Linked DNA regions of Mus musculus: region 1 is linked to region 2. Evidence: chromatin contacts called from public promoter capture Hi-C data. All regions are on one chromosome and are shown on one strand. The core of a region is the stretch at or near the end of the contact, and the rest is flanking DNA. Distances in the headings are between cores, read along the strand shown. Region 1 holds the start of Reck (reversion-inducing-cysteine-rich protein with kazal motifs). Region 2 holds the start of Pigo (phosphatidylinositol glycan anchor biosynthesis, class O).

The links. Promoter capture Hi-C pulls out the DNA fragments that hold promoters and counts their contacts.
Region 1: a promoter capture Hi-C map of hippocampal neurons shows a contact between it and region 2, with 4 times the contacts expected there. The contact joins the promoter of Reck here to the promoter of Pigo in region 2. A contact is called at or near these places in 5 of 39 promoter capture datasets (cranial neural crest, hippocampal neurons, liver and 2 more), 2 of 115 datasets of contacts at active chromatin or transcription factors (bone marrow-derived macrophages and embryonic limb bud) and 1 of 9 other capture datasets (liver).

Annotation. Positions count from the first base shown.
Region 1 is chr4:43,873,774-43,876,879 of GRCm38.p6, forward strand. Reck (reversion-inducing-cysteine-rich protein with kazal motifs) reads left to right here and starts at 1,757. Exons shown (of 21, transcript NM_016678.2): 1 at 1,757-1,932. The coding sequence starts at 1,833.
Region 2 is chr4:43,024,487-43,027,289 of GRCm38.p6, forward strand. It overlaps Pigo (phosphatidylinositol glycan anchor biosynthesis, class O), which reads right to left and starts at 1,328. Exons shown (of 11, transcript NM_001305386.1): 1 at 1,294-1,328; 2 at 77-588. The coding sequence starts at 587.

The DNA.
Region 1 (3,106 bases), core at 507-3,006, 850 kb after region 2:
ACACCAGCATTGTAGGGCAGAAATATAGTATGAGCTCCAAGGTGAACCACACACTTTTCCTGACAGCTACACTTTAAATAAAGTTAAAAGGAAGAGTGGTAGATAAACGCTATACATTTGTCACAGCACATTCCCAATAGTGACTCCGCGTGTCAGCTCGGGCACGCCCATTGTCACAAAGGTGCCAGGTGGTGGACATTGGTTGTAAGAGAGGCTGTGCATATGAGGGGCACTTTATGTTTTAGTACCGTCCATTCAGCTGGGCTATGAGCCTAGAACTGTTCCAGAAAGTAAAGCCTTAGTTGATAAGGGAAGAGGGTGGGGCAGAAACGATGTAATACAGTCCTCAGTGGTGTTTTGTTTTGTTGACAGGGTTTCTCTGTATAGCCCTGACTGTCCTGGAACTCACTTTGTAGACCAGGCTGGCCTTGAACTCAGAAATTCACCTGCCTCTGCCTCCCAAGTGCTGGGATTAAAGGCATGCACCACCACGCCCGGCTTGTCCTCAGTGTTTTTAATAAAGAAAGTCTGTTGTTTTGAAGAAGCACAAAGTAGTAGGGGCAGAGTGGGAAATACGTTCAGCCAGTTAGCCCCATGGCCTGAGTTCAGATATCTCAATTATTCACTGGGTCAAGCACTGTCTGAGACATTCTAAATACAATATGAGACTGGGTTCCTGTGCGCTTGATCAGGAAATCAGGGCCAGCCTTGGCTTCATTGTAAACTCAAGGTCAGCCTGAGCTGTATGAGATCCTGTCTTCAAAATAAGTAAATAAACACAATACGTTCATTAATCTTATCAAGAAGGCCAGCATGAGGGTTGGGGTGGGGGGGAGGCTCAGAAGTAAAAATGTCCTCACCCACAGACACGGGGCTAGTCGGGAGTAGTGTACAATCTGGACTCGAGGAGGGTGTCAAGACTTTGTTCTTTTCATTACAGTCATAGTTACCATCTGTCGCAGGAGAAAGCTGCTGTTAGTGACCTGAATAGAGGAATCTGGAAATAAGCAATTGGCTTCACTTCTGAACAGCAAGTCTCTAAACTGGACGAGCTATCTGTTCAAGGGCCAGGTAGCCAGGAAAAAGGGGGGGGTGGGGGGTGGGGGGCGTTTCTCCACAATGAATTCGCTTTGATTCCTAGGTCCTCTGGAACATTCTCCGGAGTAGCTGCTCAAAGATTCATCTCCAAATCCTCTCGAACCAATTCTGAATTTCAAGGCTCTCTAAGTCTAGTCATACAGGCTGCCCTGACCCTTTCTCTGAGTGCAATAGGTATTAACAGCGAAGCCAGCCTGTGAATCCGTGCCCTCAGCAGAGCCCTTTGGCTTTGAGGGGAGGCCAGGTAACACGCCTTCTTTAGGTCGAGGCAGCCTTTGGACAGGATAGTAAGAGTGTTCTGGAGGATTCAACTAGGGGTGCACGCCCTACAGTTCAGCTTTGACTTAGCCCTTGCAAATCAGACGGACCTGCAGAGTGATCTCGGCAGGCCAGTCGCCCCTGAGCTGCGGGCTCCCCACCCCCTATGTGCCCCGACACGGGACAGAGGCATTCCACAGGGGTCTCCAGCCTCTGACTTCCCGTTTGAAGACCGCAGCCCGGGAGCCCGAGTCCGAAGGCGACACACAGCTGGCCCATAACAAAGAGCCAGGGTCCAGGGCGCGCTGCCGCCCCCCGGGAGGTTTTGAAAACTCTGAGCGGCCGGGGCGGGGCTTCAGCGAGCCGCAGCCAATCACCAGAGAGCCAAGGCGCCGGGGGCGGGGCCTGGTGCCAGGGGTTGCTACGGCCAGGCTGGGTCCGAGCATCCCGCGGCTTCGGACCCACCCGGCCCGGACATGGCGAGCGTCCGGGCCTCCCCGCGCAGCGCGCTGCTACTTCTGCTGGCCGCGGCGGGGGTCGCGGAGGTGACGGGGGGCCTGGCCCCGGGCAGCGCGGGTGAGTAGCCGCGGGAGCCACGATCGGGGCGGTCCTGAGGAGTGCCTCAGCGCTCCAAGATGGCGCGGAGCCGGGGGCGGGGTGCGCGTGCCCCCAGACCCGCGGGCGGCGGTCAGGAACGCCGGGCTGGAGCCCGACCCGGAGGCCGCTCTCCGCCCTCGTCTTCTTCTCCCTGAAGATCTTGCGAACCCTGGGGTGGTGACTGGGGTTCGAGGCCTTGTTCTGTCACCTCCCAGACAGGGGCCCCTTGCCCTGCCGGACCCTGGTCCCTGGCCAGGGTCCCTGTCAGAAAACAGGGAGGTGCCTGGGCTCCGGATAGCACCGCTGGGCGGAAGGGATACGTAGGTGCAGCTCCCCTGCTGCTGCCCAGTCAGTTGTTGTCACTTGTTAATTTGACTGACTTGGCCTGAGTGGCGGTGAACTTTGATAGGGTCCACAAGGTTGCCTGGCGGGTGCACCGTGGGTCTGAGACCCGGCTGGGGGATGGGGTAAGGTGGGGTGGGGGTTGACTACACATCGATAAATCACCCCGTGGCGGCTTGGCTTCGGGAGAGAGGTGTGTTCTAGGGCTCTGTTAAAGCAGTTGCACCAGAGATGGATGGAAAGCTTGACCGCTTAGGATTGTCCTTCCTGCGCTTGCTCAGCGTTCGGATGTGACACGAACTCGTGCTTCCCGGGACACCTCAGGCTGATAGGTGGTGGAAGACAGGAGCGCTAAGCAGTTTGAATTCAGGCAGACAGGTTCAGAGGAGAGATGCGGGTGGGGCTGCATGTGCACAGAGGAACGTTGACATTCACCTAGAAGATGAGAAAAACCGAGTGTCTACCTATACTAGCCATCGAAAGATGAATGGAATTTTTATAACAAAAGTAACGGAGGAGTGTGTTGCTTACAGGGAGAGGCACTCAGGGGAAAAACATACCCAGTCTCAAGGAAGTTTTCAAGAAAGCCTGAGAAGTTAAAATTAAGGAGTTTTGGTTGATGCTTTATTTATTTATTTATTTATTTATTTTAAAGGAAGGCATTTGAAGAAGATTGTGACAGGAACCTGGGATTAGTTAATTATTTGAATTCTAAATTTAACTATAAACTAGTAAGGAAACCAATAGAAAAGGGACGAAAGAATACTGTGAATTCTTGACTAATCCAGCTTATCTCTCTGTGTTCTAGTTA
Region 2 (2,803 bases), core at 78-2,577:
CCATAGCCAAATATACGGCTGGGTACCTGAAGTCCTGGCTCCCCAGCTTCTATAGTCCCCAGAGGCACATACTGACCTGCACTGTTGAGCTGTTGGATGACATTATCTTCCACTATAGCATGGCTGGCAAAGTTACTGCCAGCATCAATGAAAGTCGGCAGCGAGCCAGTGGTGAGAGCCTTTAGACGCTGCATGGTGGTCGTGGGGGGGTCCACCTGAGATCGGTACAGCCGGCCATGGTGGGGTTGACTCTCTAGGATCCTCTGCAAGGAACCTAATTTTCCCAGAAAAGGCACGGAGACAGGAGGTTCCCCAGGCACATGCGAGCGCTGAGGCTGGGCAAAGTCAAACCGCAGAGCGTCTATCAGTACCAAAACCACCCTGGAGAAGCGGGAAGGCATCCAGCAAGCCCCAGGCTTTCCATGACTTCCCCACGGCAAGGGACCAGGGCCTGGGAGCTCTTGGCAGCTGCTTTGATTGGTGAGCTCCAGACGAGTGAGAAGGAAGCCACTGGTGAAGAGTGCAATGCCAGCGTAGAAAAGAAAACAGACCCAGGCTAAGAAGAGGAGCACAGACACCTTCCGCATCCTGGGAGAGAAGAGAATGTTCATTGGGGTGCGAAGAAACCATGGACGTTTTGGCTCTCAAAACAATGCCCAACAACAATCACGTACTGCTATAAACTTCAGGACGTAAACAAACCATAGCTAACTCGTTGCAGCTGTTTCTACCAGTCATACCATCTGACGGTGAGAGGCTGAGACCTTGGATCTCAACCTGACGCCCAGGCTACACCTACCGATTCAGGTTCTGGGGGTGAGCACGGGAGCCTGTGCATATCCAACCGGGAGATCTAATGCTGTCAAACCACAGTCTAGGAGGAAGACTATTCCAAATGGTAGGTAGATTGTTCTCTGACAGTCCATTTCAATGGCTCTCTTCGGACTAACTCAACATTTCCAGGGTGGCAATAGACAGAAACCACACGGATTAACTGGATTGAGTAAACGGCGCCGCCTGGCGGGAACCGAGGAAACGACGGGGAGGAGTCTTGCTCCGCTTCCGGGCGGCCAGGCTCAAGAAAAAACCGAAGGAACGACGTCCCCAGGAAGCCCGGTATAAAGCCCATTGAGCTAAGCTGGGATCCAGAAGTCCCGGCAGCTCTGTCTCCTCCGGTGGGAACCCGGCCAACACCTGGACATGCTCCCTCTGATACTGGGCACCCCGGCAGTAAGCTGAGACACCCGTCCTAGGGGTGACAGTAACAGAGGTAACAGGGAGACCTTGGCTCACCTGGATCCGCGCCCGGAAGTGCAGCGGCAGGGCTCGCTGTCTGGCACCACAGAGGTGTGCAAGCCTGACAGAGCGCCCTACCAGGAGATTTGTCGCCGCCTGCCGGCACCAGCAGGGAAGTTCGACAAGAAACGTGGGGCTGAAAACTTTGATAGGAGGTTCAGTAATTCATAAATGAGGGCAAGGTCTAAGAGAGGGGGATGATGACTGGGTGTGTACAGAAGCATGAAAGAAGAAAAGCCCAGGGACCACCGAGCATTTTATTATATGTATGTTTGTACAATGCACTTTGTGCTGCAATTGCTTTTAGCCACTCAGCCCTCTCTCCAGACTCACTGTCCATTTTTGGTTGTTTTTCAACACAAGGTCTGAGTGCTGGGAACTAAACTTTGGTCTTCAGCAAGAGCAGTACATGCTCTTAATCACTGAGCCATCTTCCCAGCCCCATGCTTCAAGTTCTCACTGCTGAGACTTCCCTCCCGTGATGAACTAAAACTGTCTGGTAACTAGCTCCTTTAGATGTTCTTGTCAAGAGCACTTTTTCACAGTAACAAAAAACATAAACTAGCCGGGCAATGGTGGTGCACGCCTTTAATCCCAGCACTTGGGAGGCAGAAGCAGGCGGATTTCTGAGTTCCAGGTCAGCCTGGTCTACAAAGTGAATTCCAGGACAGCCAGGGCTCTACAGAGAAACCCTGTCTCAAAAAACCAACCAACCAACCAAACAAACAAACAAACAAACAAAAAAAAAAAACAACAAAACCCAAAAAACCTGTCTTTAAAAATACATCTAAATAAAAACTTATACATGACAGGTGGTGGTGGCAAACACCTTTAATCCCAATTGACAGAGTTTGCTTAGCATTCGCAAAAACCTGGGCTAACCCAGCCTGATTTTTAGTTAGCATTCTAGAAAACCTGGTACACTTGCACACGTCTGAGATGCCAGCACTTGGGAGGCAGAGGCAGGATCCTCTTAACCACCAAGATCGTCCTCGACACCACAGCTCCTCTGGGGCCAGCCTGGGATAAAGGAGACACTGTCTCAAAACAGTAACCACCTAAAAATCAGCGGTGGCAAACACTCACTGAAGGCATCACTCTCAAGGCAGAGGCGGGCGGATCTCTCTGAGTTCCAGCTTGGTCCACAGAGCTTGTTCTAGCCAAGGCTGCACTGAGAACCCTGTCTTGAAAACATGAAATGAGTAAGCTGGCAGAGTATGGCAGCACTCGGGAGGTATAGGCAGGTTAGGTCACATGCATTTAATCAGCCTGGGCTACACACGGTGACCCTTGCTCTAGAAAACAAAAAAGTGGGTTATCTGTATGGTATGTGAGTTTTATCTCAGTAGGAAAAAACAACTTTTATCTTCTTAGTAAATGTGTGGCACCTACCTATAGGGGTCCTACAAATTTACACGTAAGTCCCTCTTCCCCCTTTAAATACATCTAGTTGCTGCTGCTTTGCTTCTGGTAACCGTTCAGCCACAGCACAGCAGTTTCTTTGCTC